Regions from separate parts of the Pan troglodytes genome. Here region 1 is linked to region 2. The links are chromatin contacts, called in public HiChIP or PLAC-seq maps. All regions are on one chromosome and are shown on one strand. Each heading gives the region's core, a stretch centred on a gene start, on an enhancer-like site or on the middle of the called end of the contact. The rest is flanking DNA. Distances are from core to core; before and after follow the strand shown. Region 1 holds the start of NLN (neurolysin). Region 2 holds the start of SREK1 (splicing regulatory glutamic acid and lysine rich protein 1).

Region 1 (4,317 bases), core at 867-3,366, 410 kb before region 2:
TCATTTTCTTTTTCTTTTTTTTTTTTTTTTTGAGACAGGGTCTCGCTCATGGCCCAGGCTGGAGTGCAGTGGTGTGATCTTAGCTCACTGCAACCTCCACCTCCTGGGTTCAAGCCACCCTCCTGTCTCAGCCTCCTGAGTAGCTGGGACTACAGGCAAGTGCCACCACACCTGGCTACTTTTTGTATTTTTAGTAGAGACAGGGTTTTGCCATGTTGCCCAGCCTGGTCTTGAACTCCTGACCTCAAATGATCTACCTGCCTCGGTCTCCCAAAGTGCTGGGATTACAGGCATGAGCCACCAAGCCTGGCCCTGGTTTTATTTTCTCACTTGTTAAATGGGGATAATACTAACATAACAGTTGCTGTGAAGAAAAAATTGCCTATAATATGAACAGCATACTTCTGACATATAGTATTTGTTCAATAAATGAACAATAGTCCTCTTAATTTGTTGTTAAAACAAACAAAACAAGCTTCAGAAAATGGAAATACGATAATCTTATAGTCAGGCCTCTCTTCTTGAAAGATCAAAAAAAAATTCTGGTTATGTTACAATAGATCATCAAGTTGGGCTTACAGCTATTTTAGTCTTCGTTTATAATTATAATATAAATGAACACAAAGAGCAGATGTGTACCTTCCAAACTTTCTTGTTCATCCGAGGTGTAAGTGTCCATCTGACTTTGTTCCCGTAAGAAACGAATAACTGCATAAACCAGGTGCTTGATAGATGACATTTTAGAAGCTTAAACACTTTTCCTTGATAAGAAAAATGAAAACACTGAACTAAGTTATTTTAAAGAATCAGTCAGGAAAGTCATAAATTACAAAGATGATATGGGTTATAAACTGTATTAAAGGTAAAAACAAAACACAAAACTGTATGACCTTTCATCTTTTCTCTTTGTAAAGAGTCAGGAGAGCACAAAGTATTGTGAAGGTAATTTATTACATATTTTCATTAATACCCAGTGGTATACGAGTATGTTAAATCTTGGAATAAGTAAAAATGTCTTCAAAACATGTACAGCATAAGCTTAGACTGTCACTGCATATCTCACCATACAGAAATCCCCTAAAGGCCTCAGTACTAAGTTGAGAGGCATTTCATACTGCTGACTAAAAGCTGATCTATACCAAGCATCTTCCTCTCTTTCATGGGATCTAAAAAAAGTATTAATAATGTACACTCTACCCACTTTTGTACGTTGAGAGTTATTTGATGAGGAAACACATTCGCGAAAGGTTATTCAACTGGTGAGTGTCGTTCTTAATAAAAACGGCATTTCTATTTAATCAGCAGACATGTCAGGAAATCGCTGGCCAAGTCGATGGATACTACAAGCCGACCGGCGCTCCCTGCAGAGGCTGTGCTCTCGTGGACAAGCTGGAAGCTCCCGGTCATGTTCATTCACATGGAATACTATCGCATCCAAACAGTGGCGCAGGGCCAGGCGGCATTCATGGCTGATTTCCACCAAATCGCATCATCCATCTGCTCCCCAGGTTCCCTAATTCAAAGCCAGGGTGTGGTACCCGCCGCTATAATGTTTATTATTTGTGTAGTTATTTTAAAGGCGATGTCAGCCTCTAGGCCACGGGGTCATAAGCACTAAATAAGTCCCCAGGGCAGAAGGTAAAAACAGAATGGGGGGAAAAGGGGTGAGAAGAGGGAAAGAGATGCCCAGCCTAGTCCAGGCTTCTCCCCTTTCCTCTCCCCAGAGCGCATCGAGCTCCCCCTCCCTTCCATCCTCCCTCAGGTACCCGGCCTCGCCTCGGCCCTGCCCGGTGTGCAGCGGGTGCCGGTGCGGGCCTCGGTCCGGAGCGGCGGGAGGCGCACCCTTGCCAGACAGAAGCCCCCTTACCAAGCAGGAGGACGCGAGACGACTGCTGCTGGCCCGCGGGGTTCCGTAGGCAGGCCCGCCCGACCCCTGGTCCTCGGGGCTGGAGCCCGGCTCGGGATCGCAGCACTGGTCGCGGCGGCGCAAACTTCCCCGGCCCCCAGGCCGTCGACCCCAGAACCCACCAGGCTGTGCTCTCTCTCAGGCGGCAGGGTCTGGCCAGCACCGCCCCTGGGGCGGGGCCGGACGCGAGGGCTGGGGCGGGGCCAGACGCGCGGGCTGGGGCGGGGCACGGCGCGGGGCGGGGCTGGTAGGCGCCGGCGTGGAGCTGCCGCACGTGGGAGGGCGCTGGCCAGGCAGCCACTGTGGCCTCTGCGGCTAGGCCGGCTGGAGACTTCCGGGCGCCCAGGCGCTGCCGCCCGCCTCGCCGCCCCACGCCGAAGGACCACGCGCCCGCCGCCGCCAGCCTGTCAGCGCTCCCATGATCGCCCGGTGCCTTTTGGCTGTGCGAAGCCTCCGCAGGTACCTCCAGCGCGCGGGTTAACCTTGGCCGTGGGCAGGGCGGGGTCTTTCGCCGTGTGGTGCCTGGAGCCCGGACCCAGCCCTTCCCGACCGCGCCTCTCCGACGCTCCTGGGACGCACCCTCCCCGCGGCTTGCAAGGTGGACCCCTGGGGGACACCTGGCGCGGCCACCTGGGGCCACCTTTACCGCCTCCGCTCCCTCGGGAGGACGTCCATTCCTCTTTGTTTGGGACTGCCTCAGCCGCAGTCAGCGAGGCTGGTCACAGACGCGGCCCAAAATGAATGCAAATAGTTTGGATAAGAAAATCATTTCACGTTCAATCCCAATGCAGAACTACAGACCTGTCATTAAAAGTGCCGCAGCTGTGGACTCAGAGCAATTGTGTTTGCTCCTCGCGCCCATTATTAGCATTCCAATCGTTTAACATCCACCCGAGATGAAACCTCTTTGGTGGTGTTGCTTGTTTCCGTCCATGCTCTCTGACTTCCTTTTTTATTTTCCTCCTCCCCATAAAACAAACATTCTGCCTCTTGCCGGTGCAAATTGACTTGGCCCAAAATGGAGAAAATGATCGCTTGGACACGGCTTTGGGCAGCCTGAGCTGCTGTTTTGGATTGCTTCCTAGCCCTCTAACCACACCCCACTGCAACAGACCAGTAGCAAGATGGTGAGGGAATTAAATTCTTTGCACGGATGCACTGGTTTTCGGAAACAATGCCGCCACCATCCCCGTTTCCAAATCTGCCCAGAACTGTAAATCCAAATGAAGATTCAACAGAATAAAGAAAATGTGTGCTTCTTGCTAGCTATCAACAAAACTACTTTGTAACATGTCAGCATTTAAGCTTTCTACAGTTCCCTTTTGCACATTGCCACTCGTCTGTGTGGATGGAGCTTTGTGTTGCTCAGTCCGTAGAGTTAGGGAGCAGGCAGGCGACAGTGGTTAATTACAAAGAGTTAATGTGGTGATTGGTGACCATATTTCAGCCTGTCGTTTTTTGCTAGTCTCCAGGCTGCAATCGATATAGCTGTCAAATGAAGTTATACCAAGAAATGAAGACTTCACATAATGCAGGGGTGAGAGGAGGGAATAAATCTTCATATAAGAGCAATTCTCGGCCGGGCGCTGTGGCTCACGCCTGTAATCCCAGCACTTTGGGAGGCCGAGGCGGGTGGATCACGAGGTCAGGAGATCGAGACCATCCTGGCTAACACGGTGAAACCCCGTCTCTACTAAAAAATACAAAAAATTAGCCAGGCGTGGTGGCGGGCGCCTGTAGTCCCAGCTACTCGGGAGGCTGAGGCAGGAGAATGGCATGAACCCGGGAGGCGAAGCTTGCAGTGAGCCGAGATTGCACCACTGTACTCTAGCCTGGGCGACAGAGCAAGACTCCGTCTCAAAAAAAAAAAAAAAAAAAAGAACAATTCTCAAACTTTTTATTCTCAGGACCCCTTTACCTTTCAAAAATTACCGTGGACCTAAGAGCTTCTGTTTGTATGGTATATCTGTCTATATTTACCATATTAGACATTAAAGCTGGAAAAAATTTAAAGTAGTTGTTAATTTACAAAACTAATAAATAGGCTACGTGCACAAATAATGATTTTAATGAAAAATAACTGTTTTCCAAACCAACCCCCCCGCCCCCCAATCAGTGAGAAGATTAACATTGTGGGTTTTTTTCCCTTTTTTTAAAAAATTGTGGTAAGATATAACAAAATTTACCATTTTGATAATTTTTAAGTGTACAATTGAGAGGTACAGCCAACACCACTGTCCATCTCCAGAACTTGTCATCATCCCAAACTGAAACCCTGTACCTATTACACAATAACTGCCCATTACTTCCTCCCCCAATCCCTGGTTAACCATTATTTTTTCTCAATGAATTTGAGTATTTCAGGTCTCTTATATAAGTGGAATTAGACAATATTTGTCCTTTTGCGTCTG
Region 2 (4,417 bases), core at 444-2,943:
GCCCTTCACTGCTCCTCCTTCCCTCCTTGCCTGGGTAATTCCTATTTGTTCAATATTCAGCTTAAGCAATATTTCTTCTGGGAAGTATGCCATTAGAACTAAGTTTAAGAGGCCCTCCTGTGTGCTCTGAATTCCCCCATGCTTATCCCTATGGTAATAATAATTCTCAAACATTTTGGTCTTGAGTCCCTTTACATTCTTAAAGATTATTAAGGACTGTAAAATGCTTTTATTACTATCCACATTATAAATTAAACCTGAGAAATTTGGTATTTTGAGATTCATTTAAAAATAATTATAAGCCCATTATGTTAATATAAATGACGCATTTTTTTCTTAGAAACCGAGATTGAAGGCAAAATGATGCATTTTTATGATAAAATATTTTTCCAAAAAATTGGTGAGAAGAGTGGCATTGTCTTACATTTTTCAAACCTTTTTAATGTCTGCTTTAATAGAAGACAGCTGAATTCTCCTATCTATGTATTCTTTATTTTTTTCCAACTTTTATTGTAGGTCCAGGGGTACATGTGAAGGTTTGTTACATAGATAAATTCATGTCATGGGGGTTTGTTGTACGGATTATTTCATCATCCAGGTATTAAGCCCAGTGCTCAATAATTTTTTCTGCTCCTCTCCCTCCTTCCACCCTCCACCCTCAAGTAGACCACAGTGACTGACGTTTCCTTCTTTGTGATCATGAGTTTTCTGTGTATTCGATCTGTTGTGATATGTTTTGGTTGAAATATATGAGGGAAATCTGATCTCATAAAGATAAGGTGTTGGAAAAGGGAAAACTACTTTATAGCCTTTCCAGATAGTTCTAGATATTATTCTTTGATACTGTACCAAACTTACATGTGGTAGTTTCTTAGCCTTCATTGCAGTGTGGACTGAATCTGAAACCACATCAATTAAGCACTGAAATCCATCAATCTATCTTGCACATACCAGAGGCTTTTTGCCTTTGTAATGGCACCCACTGGCCATTTGGAAAATAGGTGTCCACTAAGTTGTAAAGATCACAAAAATGTTGACATATTTCATAATATAGTCAAAAATAATTTGTTAATATAATGCTTCTTTTACTAGAAAAGTCTTTAAGTACTGGCAAGCTGTCAAGCTCAAGTTGGTGGATACAAGTGTAATAAAATTTGTATTTTTAGGTGAAAATTCAAAGAATTACACTAGTGCTTTTTCCGGAGACAACCGTTTCACTTGGGCATGTAGCGGCAGTAGTTCCCATTTTTTCACACATATTCTTTAAAAGACGTGTAAGCAAGGATGGATTTGAAAAAAAAATACAATTTTTAGTTACTTGTGAAGAACATTTTTAAAGTGAAACTAGCATATTTTAAGACCTTAAATGTTGTATGATGTGAAGAATACAAAATGCCACTACCAGTACAAGACTGGCGCCACTGCCTTGATTGCTGCTAAGGTGTCAGCAGTTTAATCTTTTACGTTACCAGTGCAAATGGCAACAAAGTGAAAAAGGTCAAGAAACTCTTAATATTATTATGAAAATCGTTTTGACCTTGCCAACTTTACTGAAAAGGTCTCGGTACCCTTAGGGATCTGCGGAGGGCATTTTGGGAGCAGCTGCCATGGACTCAACTACTGTTGTCTCTCATTAGGTTGCAAGTTCTATGTGAACTGTCTTTAACTGTCTGTTACGTGCCCTTGCCTAATAGTGCCTGGGACATAGCACTCAATAAACATCAACACCTGTGGAACGAGGGAATAAAAACAGGTTATAAACAACCCCTGCACAGCCTTCATCTTACTGGCTCTTTCCTTAATTCAACCTGAACCTACGCATTTTGTAAAATTTTGTTTTTTTCACAATTAGGACGCCTGCCAACTTTTAAAAATAGTTGGAGTTGGGGTGCTGCCTGTATGTGATAAGGCTGCACTATAGTTGGGTCAAGTGTTCTTCCGTGTTGTCCAAGAGTCATTCCTCCTTTACAGTCCCGCACCAGTAGGCCAGGCCGCTTGGTTTCCCAATCCGAGACCGGAAGGAACCGGGTAGACAGGAGCACAAGACTCTCATCGACTTTTGGGGAAAACAAAAACACCGAAAAAAATCCAGGCGGTGAAACGAGCAGCAACAGCCCCAGGGACCCGGGAGCTGGAGGCCGCAGCCGCGCGAGAACCACCGGGTTGCCGGGGCGACGCTTCCGGCTGGCGCGCGCAGCCCCGGGAGCAGGGGAGTTGTGAAATGGGCGGCTAGATCTGCCCGGCGCTGTGAATTCGCCAGCGGGAGCGCGCTCGCGGACGCGCATTCTCCGCTTTCCCGGCTCCGTCGCTGACGCGTCGTAGACGTTGGGGAGCGGGAAGGCAACGGCAGCGGGATCGGGATGAACAGCGGCGGCGGCTTCGGTTTGGGCTTAGGCTTCGGCCTCACCCCCACGTCGGTGATTCAGGTGACGAATCTGTCGTCGGCGGTGACCAGCGAGCAGATGCGGACGCTTTTTTCCTTCCTAGGAGAAATCGAGGAGCTGCGGCTCTACCCCCCGGAGTAAGTGCTGGAGCTCGGCTGGGGGAGGGGCGCGGGCGCCATAGAGACCTCGGGAGCCGAGGCGTGGAGGAGAGCGCGGACGCGGGCGCGCGGTGCATGTCACGTGATCTCCCGGGCTTACCTTGGTGCCCATATTTGATTAGGGCACCCGGGTTCCGCCGTCCTGCTCTCCTTAGTCGGATTTGGGGGTTTAACTACTGCACGGAGCCCTTACCAAGGATTTAGAATGGTTGCCCTTTCCGTGCCTCCGGGACTTGTGTTCGCTGCTGGGTCTTCGAATTCCGTGCACCCACCCTCTTATTTCCCCCCGAACTTAAGATGGCCGCAGGTGGGCCCGGAACAGCCCTCATGGCAAACGTCTCAGAGCGTTTTTCCACTCTGAAAATCGCGGAGACCGCGCCTGAGCCACAGTCCAGTTTTTTAAGGCCTTGGTGTCAGGCCGTTTTGCTGACGAGAAAGCCTGCTGCTGGTGACAAGATGGAACTGGGGCTGTGTTTGTTTCCCAGGACGGTCGCACAAACTTAGCATCTTGGTTTATCTAACCGAGCGCATCCATGTTCCCAAAGATCATGTCTGTTAGCCCTTTTGACAGCAGATTAAATTTTCCTCCTGAAAGGTCACACTGTCCCAAAGCTTTCAGAAAAAGTGTAAGTCGGTGCAGGGTTATCCCTCCCGTATACATTTAAAGTCCAGATCTTGGCTGGCATTCACAGCTCGCGGCCACTTCCCAGATAGTGTATTTTGGAATGGTAAAATTTCCCTCGTACGATATTATTTAGAAAACTCGCAAGGGGTTTGTAGGTTGTTCACATTCTTGCACACAAACTTTTTTTTTTTTAATGGTAGATCTTACAGTATTAAGATCCTCCGTTTTTTGTTCATTATATCAAAATCCTTTGAGGGAAGGGGTAATTGTTACCCAAGATTTATTTCTTTAAAAAAATTTTGATTTATTTCGTAGTGATGCATTTAGACCTATTTTTCTTTAGTTTTCTATCTTAGGTTATAACAGTGCTGTTGCATAACTATATAAAAGTTGTGTGGATATTTAAAATTTACTTTTTAAGTTTTTCTTCTCTGCTTTTTGTTTTGGAATATTTCATGCATACAGAAAAGTTGAAAGAGTAATACATTGAACATCCATGTTCCTTTTACGAGCATTTTGTCTATTTTTGGCTACAGTTGATTATTAAAGTTTCCCCAGTTATTTTAATAATGCTTTTTTGTCTGCTTTTGATCTAGTATGTAATTAGATACACTGTCTCCCTTGAATATGCCAAGTAATCCATGTATTAATAGTTATCTCCTTTAATCTAGGACAGTCCCGTCCCCTTTTAAAGATTCTAAAGTCGTGACATTGATATTTTGTTTTGTAGTTCATTTTGTCTTGTAAAATGACTCATAATCTGAGTTTATATAGATGAGATATATAGATGAGGTATATAGAGATATGTGTATATATATATCTTTATATTCGTGACGAGATTCAGGTAATACATTTTTGACAAGAATACTGCATAAGTGCACGCACGTACATTTTGATTGATTAACCGTGGCATTATTGCTTTAATTATCTTAACTTTTGGAAATGCTTTCAGCCATCTCAATTTAAGTTCTCAGAACATTTCTTAATAGTTGAGAATAATTGAGAATTGTTTGGGGGAGTGCCGTATCCTGCAGGCATTGGAATCAATCAGTAAAATACTTTGTACATGAACCTTTGTAAATCTTGCTTTCAAGGCTGTGGTAATAAGGTATCTCATAGGTAGAAGAAATATATTGGAGAATGTTCTTCATTACCAACATAATATTTATTTGGTTGAAACCTGGGTTTGGGTGACAACACATTGCCATAACTGACAGTAATGGGCCACTTTTTTGAAATCAGATGTTATT

The links. HiChIP or PLAC-seq counts read pairs in DNA pulled down with a chosen protein or histone mark.
Region 1: a contact with region 2 is called in an H3K4me3 HiChIP or PLAC-seq map of stem cell-derived excitatory neurons, with 5 times the contacts expected there. The contact joins the promoter of NLN here to the promoter of SREK1 in region 2. A contact is called at or near these places in 1 of 7 Hi-C or Micro-C datasets (stem cell-derived neural progenitor cells) and 1 of 1 datasets of contacts at active chromatin or transcription factors (stem cell-derived excitatory neurons).

Annotation. Positions count from the first base shown.
Region 1 is chr4:48,913,481-48,917,797 of NHGRI_mPanTro3-v2.0_pri, reverse strand. It overlaps NLN (neurolysin), which reads left to right and starts at 2,116. Exons shown (of 13, transcript XM_001163138.8): 1 at 2,116-2,365. The coding sequence starts at 2,325. It overlaps SGTB (small glutamine rich tetratricopeptide repeat co-chaperone beta), which reads right to left and starts at 2,124. Exons shown (of 11, transcript XM_526906.9): 1 at 1,868-2,124; 2 at 640-761. The coding sequence starts at 739.
Region 2 is chr4:48,498,970-48,503,386 of NHGRI_mPanTro3-v2.0_pri, reverse strand. It overlaps SREK1 (splicing regulatory glutamic acid and lysine rich protein 1), which reads left to right and starts at 1,693. Exons shown (of 12, transcript XM_009449070.5): 1 at 1,693-2,521. The coding sequence starts at 2,361.